Regions from separate parts of the Astyanax mexicanus genome. Here region 1 is linked to region 2. A link is a contact called in public Hi-C data. All regions are on one chromosome and are shown on one strand. Each heading gives the region's core, a stretch centred on a gene start, on an enhancer-like site or on the middle of the called end of the contact. The rest is flanking DNA. Distances are from core to core; before and after follow the strand shown. Region 1 holds the start of foxd3 (forkhead box D3). Region 2 has its middle 58 kb from the start of foxd3.

What was found. A called contact is a pair of places that touch in the nucleus more often than the background predicts.
Region 1: a Hi-C map of muscle shows a contact between it and region 2, with 13 times the contacts expected there. The contact joins the promoter of foxd3 here to the enhancer-like site in region 2. A contact is called at or near these places in 2 of 3 Hi-C or Micro-C datasets (both in muscle).

The regions. Positions count from the first base shown.
Region 1 is chr5:23,714,319-23,721,082 of AstMex3_surface, forward strand. It overlaps foxd3 (forkhead box D3), which reads left to right and starts at 2,976. Exons shown (of 1, transcript XM_007248205.4): 1 at 2,976-5,306. The coding sequence starts at 3,335. The coding sequence ends at 4,609.
Region 2 is chr5:23,655,884-23,662,069 of AstMex3_surface, forward strand. No RefSeq gene overlaps it. Among protein-coding and RNA genes, the nearest start is that of foxd3, 58 kb to the right of the region's middle. Within about 2 kb of position 2,363, the one cell type or tissue checked has an H3K27ac peak away from gene starts, as active enhancers do.

The DNA.
Region 1 (6,764 bases), core at 1,726-4,225, 59 kb after region 2:
GTATGATCATCCACAGTGTAGATTGCTGCTCTGCTGCTGGTCGCTCACCTTGCTCTTTAATCTCGTTCCACATCGGCCCTACCTCATCATTCTAAAAGGCCCTGTGTGTGTATGTGTGCGTGAGCGCTTAAACGCGCATTTCATTAACAAACAGCGGAGCTTCTGATGATGACGGAGAGGACAAGGAAAAATAAAGGGGATTACCCAGATTACTGTTAACCTGGGAATGAAGCTGTGATCATGATTGATCCCTATGACCTGTGTGTCTAAACTCACACCACTGATAAAAAGAGACTAAGATCATGTAACACAACATTTTGTGTACATTAAATAACACATTCGAATGTAATGAGTGAAATCGGTGTTGTTAGTTAAAAAATAACAGAATTTGAAGAGAAGAACTATTAAATTAAATAAATATATGATAAAATTAATAAATAAAACATATTGCATGTATAAAGCAAATCACACAAAACTGTGAAAATGTGTAAAATGTATAAAAAATCTGAATTAACAGAATATTCTACACCTATCGTGATTCATCACGATTAGCCTACTACACGCAAGAAACTGAAAGTACATTGGCTTAAGGTCAGATGGGACAATGTGGACCATCATGTTACAGGCCCTGAATGGTAAAGGTGCTTTTATTTCCCATAATACATTTTATAGCGTTTTATTCCCGTAAACGCAGCTTTTAGGAGAAATGCGAATACATTTTAAAGTGTTTTATGAGCTTTGTGGTGGTACGATTAAACCTGAATTACGTGTAAATATATGCAATGTATATAACAATTAATTAAATGTCAATTTTGACATTGCAAATTGTTCTCAACAACAAAAAACTAAACCCCAGAGTAAATTGAGAGTGAGTGTAAGCAGGCTTAACTCCATGGTAAACTGAGCACCAATGTTGGATCTTAAAGCCAAAGGTGCAAGTGCGTGTGGGGGGGCGGGGGTGCTCTCATCTGCTAAGTGGCCCCGTATTGATAGACGTTAAATCCAACGGGTCACTGGGACACACACACGGCCCTGCTCCCTTCAACACCTTTACAAACACCAACTCAACTTAAGAGCAAAAGCCACGCTGTGTTATTTAGGTTCAGCATTAAAGACTTTTAGATGTTTATTATCAGTTCATACAATAAAAACAGTTTAAACAACACTACACTCAAAACATAGACTGGATAAAAACACTCCGCATGAACTCACATCTAAAATACAGAATTTATAATCATTACATTAACAAACATTAAGTGTAACACAGATTTAACAAATTTAAAATCACAGCACATCAAAATAGTAAAATTAAATCGATTAGAAAATACTTAAACATACAATATAATAAGAAGAAAAACAATAATAAAAGGAATACTTATTATTTTGATAACAATAGGAAAATAATAGGAAGATGAAAAATAAAGAGCTTGTAAGGTTGATTAAAATAATAACAATTTTATCATGCGAAAAATAATAATGTGTTTATTATATATTTATATTATATGTCTATACAATTCTGCTTATATTATAGAATAGTGTTACTATATATTGGCACAATAATAATTGCAATTAGAGTTTTATTTTAATAATACATTTATGACAACACTACTATTAACGATAGTAATAAAAATAACAGTAATAACAGTAATATAAATTACAGTAATAATAATAATAATAATAATAATAATAATAATAATAATAATAATAATAATAATAATAATAATAATAATTACATTATTGTGTGGTTGTTGTCATGTCTAGATATTTAAGTACCAAAATATCTGAATGGATCTATTCATAAATCTATTTATTTAAACTGAAATATAATATAATAATTCAGTACTTTAAATCTACTTTAATTTCAAACAAATCCAAACGCTAAATTTTAGAAACATTCGCGCTTGCACTCGCTCATTGCTGCGCACACGCGCACACTCTTCTCCGCTCTGCTGGAATAATCGCAGCTGTCTAATTAAAGATATTTTTGTGGCTGTGGGGTGGAGACTCTCTACGCCGATCAATAAGGAGATACACTGTTAAATAAATGACTGTTCCAGTCAAACCGGACATTGCTCTTTAACTCCCACTATAGTTCCTCAGAACCAGCCCTGAACATATTATACTGACATATTAATAAGGAGGCGCGCGCGGCTTCACTGTGTCTCTGAACCGGTGCATTACCTCCAGCTCGGAGATCCAACTCTTTCTCACAGTGCGCAGTGCGAATAACAATACGAATAAAATAGAGCTGTTATTGTTTCGTTTTCTTCAGCAGGATTTATTTACTACTGTTACTCTGCTGATCCGCTGCGCAATGCACGGTGTGTGTGTGTGTGTGTGAGTGTGTTTCCCCCCTCCAGCTCGCTCATTTCCGACTGTTTCACATGCAAACGCGCGTAGTGATGGAGGTCGTTATCACCTCTGCGCTCAGACCCGTTCACTATAGCTTCACCTCCGCGCTCCCCCACCGCCCACAGATACACATACACACACTCATACATACACACACACACACACACACACAACACCTTCACCACCTGCTGCGGCCAAATCTTGCTTTATTAGGCGCACAAAAGACGTAAAAAGCACGTACTTACATTGAACTTGAGTGTGTTTTAATGTGGTCAGAGTGGAATGAGCTGGAGGCGCTTTGATTCAGCAGCAGAAGAGCAGCTTTTCGACACTGTTCTGATTCAAAGTTTTTTTTTCACGTAACACTATCAGATATTAGATATTAATAATATCTAGCTACCTTTCACCCTCTGTGCTCTCTCTTTCTCTCACTGACGGACCGATTGCGACCACCGTTGTCCCGTTTGCAGACAAAAAAAGCAGTGAAAAACCTCTGCCTCAACAAACTTCAAGCTTTGCTTTGCTCTAAAACCGGACGGCGGGGCGTCTGACGTCACGGGGCGTGTGGTGGTCGTGGAGGGGGGGGGCTTGGTCACGTGACCAAGCCGCCGGTATATCTTTAAGTTGAAAAGTAGGCAAAGTGTAATCTATCAGCACAGCGAGAGAGACAGGCTGCTTTTAAAACACGCACACACTCACACGCTCACGCGCTTGTTTTGGAAAAGCACGTGGCAAAAACGCTCGCGAAGAAAACCGGGAGGGAGAGAGAAAGCCGCCGAGAGCGCGCACAGAAAACTTTTCTCTCTGTCTGTCGGTCTGAAGCTGCAGTCTGTTACCTGCACTCACTCAGCAGCGCTCCGTTGGTGCCACCCGAAACAGGGCGCGCTAACGCGCACACGCGCATCCAGACACACTCTTCATCATCCACAGAGCCTCTGTCTCTGCGTGTGTGTCTCGCGGATCCTCGGGCGAAGAAGCTGCGATGACCCTGTCCGGCGCAGGCGGCGGTGACATGTCCGGGCACACGACGCTCGCACCTGACGACGTGGACATCGACGTGGTCGGGGAGGGCGACGACTGCGACTGCGACGACAGCATCGGCCTCGGCAGCGGGCTGGAGCGCGATGACAGCGACTGCGAGGGCGCGCGGGTGGCGCGCGGCGTGCTCCTCGACGACGACGACGAGATGGAGGACGTGGTGGGAGAGGAAGACGCGGACGTGAAGGAGCGCAGGAACGGCGCCGACTGTAAAGGCGACGGCGAGGAGGAGAGCGGAGGAGGAGCGGGAGGAGGCAGCGCCGGTGACTCGTGCGCCCCGACGGCCTCCTCCAAGCCCAAGAACGCGCTGGTGAAGCCCCCCTACTCCTACATCGCGCTCATCACCATGGCCATTCTCCAGAGCCCCCAGAAGAAGCTGACTCTAAGCGGCATCTGCGAGTTCATCAGCAACCGCTTCCCCTATTACCGGGAGAAGTTTCCCGCGTGGCAGAACTCCATCCGACACAACCTGTCGCTCAATGACTGCTTCGTCAAGATCCCACGCGAACCGGGCAACCCGGGCAAGGGCAACTACTGGACCCTGGACCCCCAGTCCGAGGACATGTTCGACAACGGCAGCTTCCTGCGCCGCCGCAAGCGCTTCAAGCGACAGCCCGACATCCTGCGAGACCAGGCGGCGCTGGTGATGCACGGCTTCGGTGCCGCGTACGGCCCATACGCACGCCCTTACGGTGGCGTGCACCCGGCGGCGGCGGTGGCATACGCGCACGCGCAGGCGCACGCGCACGCAGCTGCCCTTCAGTACCCTTACGTGTCGCCCGCCGTTGGACACGTGCTGCCACCCGCCGTGCCACTGTTACCCTCCGCGGCCGAACTAAGCAGGAAGGCTTTCGGCGCGCAACTGGCGCAGCTCGCGCCAGGCCTTCATCTGCAGCTGGGGGGCCTTACCGGCACCGGTGGAGGACCAGTGGCGGCCACGACCACAGCGCCCATTACGCCTTCTTCCATCAAGCGCGAGCCCTCGTGCCCGCGACCCTCCTTCACCATCGAGAACATTATCGCCGGCAACAACACCAGCACTAACAACAGCAGCAGCGGGACGGGCGCACCGGCGTTCTTCCGGTCTCAGGTGCTCGGCGCGCCCTCGCTGTCTCTTGCGCGGACGTCGCCCGTGCTCGGCGCGCACACGACTCTTCTCCCAGGACAGTTTCTGACCGCGACCAGCACGGCGTTGCCCTCAAAATGGGCTTCGCAGTGAAAAAAAAAAGACTCACAAAAACAAAAAACTAATTTTTTTACTGTAATATTTAAAGGAGGGATGAAGAGACTGTAGCACTGGAGCGGCCGCCGCACTGTAGCCATGTACAGAGAAAACAGACAAAACACATGTGCACATGAGTGGAGGGAGGATGAGCCTAGCACAGGTAACACCTGTACATATTTGTATAAAAGAAATGAAACATATACGTGCTCCACAATTATTTTGTCTTTATGTTTCATTACTGTTTTATTGTGTTCGTTCACCTGCTGTTGAAACAGTCCACTTTTCCTCTCCATTGTTTTCCATTCTGTATATGGATGTAACATGGGATACAGATGTTCACATATATTATATATATGTGATGGAAAATATTTACATCATTATTGAGAGATTTGTTTTCCACTATATATTTTGCCTTTTATATATAATGAAAACAAAAGAAATACACACACGCACATATATACACGCAAGAAGGGTGTGTAGGTGTGTGTGTGTTTCTCTCTCTCTTTAGGTGATTCTGTTACTGGATTTATTCTTGTCGTTTTTTATTTTGTTTGTATTATAAAATATCAAATGTTCTTGTTCCACAACTGGACAAGTAGTCTGTTTATATCAGATTCATATATATGTATTCTATGTAGCTATATTGTGTTGTAAATTGAATACGTTTGTTAATAAATATTTTTTAAAAAGAGCTGAACTCTCAGACAACATCTATTCCTAAATTAATGATCCCTGAAAAGGATATCAGAGGTTCTCGTTGAAGGTGGGATGAAAATTGCTCTTGAATTATTTGTAATTAATTGTTAATTTAGTTATTGATTAGGTGTCTTTTTTGAAAAGGATTAAACGAAAGAACCCGCGCTCGCAGCTTCCACAAAGCATACATTAAAATATTTTACAAAAAAAAAACAGATATTGATAACATCTAAAATTTGTTATATACATTTTAATTTATGATTTATTTTATTTTATTTTATTTGCATTTCATTTAATTTAACTGTATAAAGCCCAAACAGTACTTTATTTGTATTTTAAAATAGTACTTTAAATATATATATATATATATATATATATCACATGTTGGTAAAATTGCAACATAGCTGTAGTTGTGTAAATAAATATAAACACGTTATTATTATTATTATTATTATTATTATTATTATTATTATTATTATTATTATTATTATTAGTAGTAGTAGTAGTAGTATTATTAGTAGTAGTATTATTACTTTGGCTGTTATTCGTATTAGGTTAAGAGTAAACTGTCATTGGCTTTAAATAACAATCTTTGCCGCCTTTACTCTGTCACTATTAACACATAAACTGCCACTGATCTTTATTTAAATATATTAATTATTAATAGTTCCTATTCGTTTGCGCGAGTCTCACTGACTGTGCAGTATGTGCTCCTGTTTTATTTTTCTTCATTTTAAAAATTAACTAAAACAGTGCACTGTAATTGAAATATTATTACACGGTCTAAATTCTCGCTAAACAGCATCTTCTTGTCTTATTCTTGAACGCTTTTTCCAGCTCAGACGGAGTCAGTTTGAGGCGCTTTAACTCTTTTGAAAGTGAATCCGTCTCACCAACACTTGTGTGTATCTGATGAGCTCTACACAAACAACACATGCTTTAGGGTTACAGGGTTAGAGGGCTATATTTAACTATTTCACTGATCCCCATGGGAAAAGAGAAAGGCCTCGCCTTCCTAAACTCACTTTCCACTGGAGAAGCACAGCTGTCTGCTCAGACTGAACACACACGTTTCACTGCCTGGTATGTGTGTTCAGCGGTCAGCGAACTGCTGCCTCACAGTATAGAAAATATATGACGGGATGAGAAAATTAAATACATGGGAAATGGAATTGTTGGAATATTGAAAGGTGGAACACGAGGCAGAATTCACGAACATAAGAGGGGCGATCACACGAGCCATAATAAAGGGTCTTCTGAAGTAGACCTGCTTTTAATGAACATTTAATGAATTTCATTTTTTTAAATCGTTGTCGTTTTCATGAGCTGCAACAAAAGAACGAACAAATAAACAAACAAACAAAAAAAAAACAGACAAATTCATAAGCAAATCAACTAAACAAATCAGAGAGCGAACAAACGGAAAAACAATAAGAAAAAAATATGATATAAA
Region 2 (6,186 bases), core at 1,113-3,612:
TCATGTTTCATGCTCATATGACTTCATAGATGCTGTATAAAGAATAGGCATTAAAAGATCAGTCATCTGATCTGTTTGGTTCACTTACTAGAAGAAATGATTCTGAGCCCCTTCTGTAAACCCCACACACATACACACACACACACACACACACACACACACACACACACACACACGCACACACTCATACACTACTGCTACCGAACAAGTGTGTGAGCTTGCATGCAAAGATTTACTTTTCTTCCGGCATCGCTCCATGTGGGTGCCAAAACTGGGTTTAGTGCAAGAATTCAGGACGCTGCAGTCCTCAACGTTCGTGCGCTTTGATGCCTCTGGAGTTACAAGGGGTGTCGCCGATCCAACCACAGTTGAAGGAGGGTCCACAAGTGTGAGGGTAGGGGTGTCACGGTCTCGGATGCACCGCTACGGCTAAACTAATATGATAAGTAGCCTAATGCTAGCTTGGGAGATTTGCGAAGCGTCTTAATCTGTTGTGTTTAACACTCTCACAGGAATAGCCTGGCATCCAAACACTCTTCCATCGGCTGCCAGTGGGAAAGAGGACACACTAAACCCCGGTGGCTCAGTCTCATGGAACATCAGTTGACACTAGAAAAATACAGCAGCTAATAAATCTAGCGTAACAGCCCGGCAACTCAAGTTTCTCTCCAACCCCAAGCTGTGATATATCAGAGTTGTTCCTTTTAGACTTGCCATTTGGGAGCTAGGAGCCCCAGCAGGTCATTTGTACAACTTACTTTTAAACTTTAATACTACTGGAAGCACAAATGGTGGTAGAAGGGAGCTTTGGCCTTTGCTGAGATGAAACCGACCTGGAGATCATTTATCTTTTGGGCAGCCTCTTATTTCTCCACTCCAAAGATTGTCTCAAATAATCAATGCCACAAACTCGCTGTTTATATTTAACCGCCAACACACCCACCAGTTGCTCAGAAAATGTCAAGGACCCGTCAAAGGACTCAACTAATATCAGAGTAATAATGCTCGATTTACTTTTCACGCCTGAAATATATTGGTCTCACTCATGTCCTTCAAAGAGTTATAGCTTCTGAGACAGGGTCACAAATCCATCAGGAGAAAAGTGTATTCATGCACTTATGGCACTTAGGACAGTGTTGCAAAAAATACAATCTCAATGTTCAAATAAATGAGAGATTCTTGCTTATAATTTCAATTTGTTATGTTTTTAACTTTTTTTTATAATTGGAAATAAAAATAGTAAAAAAACAGCACCATTTAGAGCTATCAAATATGCAAACTTGTTTCGTTTTCATTGCTATTCAAGAAAGTCAAAATTGTGCAAGCATAATAAAACCAATTAAGGAGTTATAATTTTGAGAATCAAGCAAGTAGCCCCCTCAACCTTACAACAATTTTAATATTAAACAAGGTGCAAAAATAAGACAAGCACAGAAACAATAAAAGGGTTTTATTAATAAGGGGTTAACCACAGGCAAGATCAGTACCAAAAGACCAAAATAAAAGGTGGTAAATACACCAAGAATGGTGAGACAGTCCATGTCAAAAACATGGTAGGGCAGTATTGGAGGGCAAAGCAAAATCATAGTCAAAGATACAAAAAACAGTAAAACCCAGACAAACAGTAATATCGGAAAATAATTGCTTTGTTTAGATGGACGAAAACATCAAATCTAATGCTCGTGAGTGAGTGAAGTGCAGGTGTATGTTTAGTGAGGTAAACAGGTGAAATGAATATTCAGTATTAATGAAATAAATGATTAGTGGTCTAATCTGCAGTAATCCTTGCGAGAATAATGCCTTGCAGTGCCCACCTGCTGCCAGTAGGGGCTCCCACGACAGCTAAAGCAGAAGTTCTGGCTCTTTCCAGCAGTGTTTACAGTCCGCCAAGTGTTGTCAGGCCCCACAGCTTAGACAACACTGCAATCCTGGACCTTGGCACCCTGCACTAAGTACCTCACATACAAATGTTATTCATTGCACGAAGTAGACTTAAGACTTTAAAGACCACGTCTGTTTTTCTCATCTCTGCTCGCTCCACCGCAGTCCCAATCAGCAGGGGCAGGACAGACAGACAGACACGGCGACAGATAGATAGAGTGAAGAGACATGATCCGCTGTCTTGAAGTACCGGTGGGGTCAAAATTAGAGCGCTCCTGGCACCCCCACGCTATCCCATTCCTCATAAACCATCATCTTTCACGTTTCCCCGAGCTGCCACTCAGTCGCCTTCTCAGGCCTCTGCACTTAAGCAAGCAGAACCTAATCTTCTCAGATTCGTTTGGCTAGAATAATCAAGGGGGAACATGCTGAAAATACAGCGTGTATTTCAGGGGGCCGCGGGATTGGCCGACATGCGTCCAGAGTCTGCAAATGCCTCCGAGCCCCAAGACAAAGTTGACTCGTTAGGAAAACTGGGTATACGCTTACACTTCCGTTGACATGACTGCGGTATCAGCGTGACAGCTTGAGTGTCAGCCACCCTCTGGCTGACCCTGGCGGGGTGGACGTGTTTACAGAGGTGTTCCGACAAACATTTGTCCAGTGCGGCCCGGCTGGGAAGACTGTAATACGGTGTGTTTACAGCCACTGTTATTCCGACTCCCTGAAAAAACAAGATCAAGCCGGAAAGCCGAGCCGGAGTATCATATCCTAAATCATGCTGCAGTAATATCATTTGAAACATATGCCTTGAATACATGAGAAAGAGATATCTATGATGATTTAAGTGGTGTGATATGATAATCCTTTGAGTTTTATGTTTTAAAAGACTCCAAATTCTGTTCTATATACAACTGAATAGGCAATTTTTCAACATTATTAAAAAAACTATTACAGTATTTTTACTTGAAACATACGTGATGAATACTGTTATAGATGTTATTCAAGATTTCAGTGCAGTCATTTGATATAAAATTTGATTTTCTTCTTTTATAGAAGTCTAAATTCTGGTCTGTATACAACAAAATAGGCATTTTTTCTAAATTTGCCTTCCCGTGACTCCAAATCCCTTTAGTAATATCAGTAGGTAAAAAAAAAAAGGTATATAGTATATATGGAAACAGCTTTAAGACATTTGTAGTTTCATTTGATAGCACATTGATTTTCCTCTTTAATAAAATTTTATGTTTAAAAATATACTGAATTTAACCTGAAAACATGTGTATTTTTTTAATATGAGAAAGCATGTCTGCATTTCCAAAATGTAACACTGTTCTACAGATAGACAGTTGTTCTTTTTGGTATTATATAGTTGTTAGTTAGACCTGGTTAAATTCTGTTTATTGATCTGTAAAACTCATTTCTTTTCCGTTTTCATTTTCTGTCTCTGCACGAGAAGCACAAGCAGCTTCTCCCCCAGCTCCACTGTGCATGCGACTACCGTAAAACACGGTTTAGTTAGACACTCTGAATTTTAGACAAACTTTCACACTGGAGATTCATCTTTTCTTTCATGCAACTATGTTACTTTTGTATTGCTTATATCTGTTAACATGTTTTACATATTTTTTAAAATATTTTAAATATGCCATAAATTATGATTACTCTTATTGTAATTATTATTATGATGATTTGGTAACACTTTATAATAAGGGTACATTATTTAACAGTACTTACAGCAGATTGTCTCAACTAATTATCAACTAACACTAGTTAGGTGTAATAATCATTACATTTGATTTTATCAACTAATATCTCAGGTCATTATTGTTCACAACATTCTTAAGCATTAAATTTTAATAATGTTTAATAATGTCTTATCTAGGATCGATAATAATTAGTTGCGATATTATCTAACCATTTAATAATGTTTATTACTGTCTTAAGTGAGTGTTACCGGTGCCCCCTACCCACAGTGCATGATCCACGTGGGCGGAGCATCGGCACTGCTGTTTATTATTACTCTCTTTGCCATCTGTGTCATGTTTTCAGTTTACCTCTTTATAATGATATACATCATCATAACGGATGCATATCAAATCCTGTAAAATCTCTCTCTCACGCAAAATCACTCACGCAAGCATGTGTAGCCCAAGTGTAGCCTACTGTATACACACACACACACACACGTGTCCCACAATTCCCAAATGTCAAGACAAGCATGTGTGAAGGACAAGACAAGGAAGATTAGTGTCTTTAAGGGCCGTGAGGTTATTCTAATGGTGTCATACATCACCCTTTAGAAAGGCACACAGAGCCGGTGCGCGAATGCTACGCCATTACCATCTCCCTGTTTTAATCATGGTTCCTGTCACGCTGGTAATCAACACCATAACTTGTTCCCTGGAAGATCATTCACAGTTACCTGAAACTAATGTGTACACTTGTACAAAGCGTTCCGCACGGCTTTGAAGTGCCCGGCTGCCTTTTCAGTAGCGCCACTTTAAATGCTGTTGTGACAATGCTAATTGGCGTGTTTTATGAACGCGCTAAAAGAACTTCCCCTGGTGTTGTCCACAGCACCAAAAGCAGAGCGGGGTGAGAACTAACACTCCGGGACCACAAACAGCGTCAAGGGGCATGGGATTTCCTGTGATCAGCTCGCACGCTCACCCACCTCCCCAGCAGTGAAGAGACCCCGGCATGGAGCTGCGACTTTCACCACTTTCCCTAACGCCCCTTCTAGCTCTCACCTAGCTAATAAGGTGAGGATGTTTCTGCGTCAGGAGGAGGAAAGAAAGGCCGTTCTCACCTCTGGGAACTTCACTCCTGCTCTTGTTATGCCTATGAGCTGATAATCTCAAGACTGTCTTGAAGCCTTTCTGCTCGGAACGGGACTCGCTGAACTGGATGGACTGCAGTTATCTGGATAATGAGTGAAATGGGGTTTCTTCCTAACAAAACTGATTACAATACAATTTCTTTAACCTTTCCATTACTATCATGGTCAAGACCATTTGAAGTGAGACTGACTTTGAAGACTAAGGAGTCAAGGCCAAGAACACAAGTAAAAATATCTGTTTTGTCATCTTGATCATCATTGTATTAATTTATTCATTAACATATTGGTCCATGTTGGTCTTTTAAAAGTAATAAAGTAGTGAAACATTAAAAAAAGTTTGAACATGTATTTTTTTTTTTTAATATCCTAATTGAACCATTACCTCTTAGAGTTAAGGAACACCATTGCACTAAATATTGATAGAATAATTAGTATTGGAGTAAGTGAAAAAATATTTACACTGCTTGTAAGGATTTTTTTGGTTTAAGACATCTTTTGTATAATTAAACATGCACCGGTTCAAAATGACCCTGGAACACCATTGCTGTTCCTGACCAATGAACATAACAGGAGGGTTAAAATCAAATCAAATATTATGTGCTAATGTTCGTACACATTTGCATTATGATAACCCTTATAATAAGTGCTGCTGTGGTAAAAATGTATAAATGTACCAATATAAAACAAAGAGCAGTGACTTGTTTTTCCCTGCACATAATCTGTGTGCAGTCTTGAGAATCTTAATAATCTATCAATAAAATATTGATAGTGTAGCAGCACTGAACAGTCTAAACAGTCAGTAGATCATCAATAAAGTGAAGACTAAAAAAAAGTTGTTTTTTACTTTGGATTGTCTAGATTTGATCATCTCTAAGGTGAAATACAGATCATCTAAACATCCCTGTTAAACAAGCTGTTTAAACGCCAGTCTGTAACTGGATCTTGAGACTGAACTGTATTGAGATTATGGGGCCTAATTTGGGGTTAGAATTGGTTTTGTTTGAGTTTAGGGTTAGGTTTTGGATTGAGGTTATGGATTAGGGCCAGGGTTAGGTTTCAGGTAAAAAAAGCTGGGTTAAATTTGATCTAATGGAAGAAGCAAGTCTACTTCAAGTCACATATAAAGATCATAACATCTACTAAATGTAAATAATGCATCAGCAGTTCATCTTCAAGAAGTAATCTTCATTGTTAAACAATGTAATTGTATTTTTTATTGTATTTTACTATATTATACTATATATTGTATTAAAATAAAGTATTCTAAAGTAGTGTAAACACAGCCTCAGACCAGAGTGAATTCCACGCTAGTCTAAAATAGTCAAAATTGGTATATGCTGTTCTGGAGCAATAAATAAGATTTAGCTTACAAGTTATTGTATAAAATGTTGTGATATGAATACTATCATATTACACATATTACAAACATACCTGCATATTTTTTTAGCAGCAGAAAGAAATAT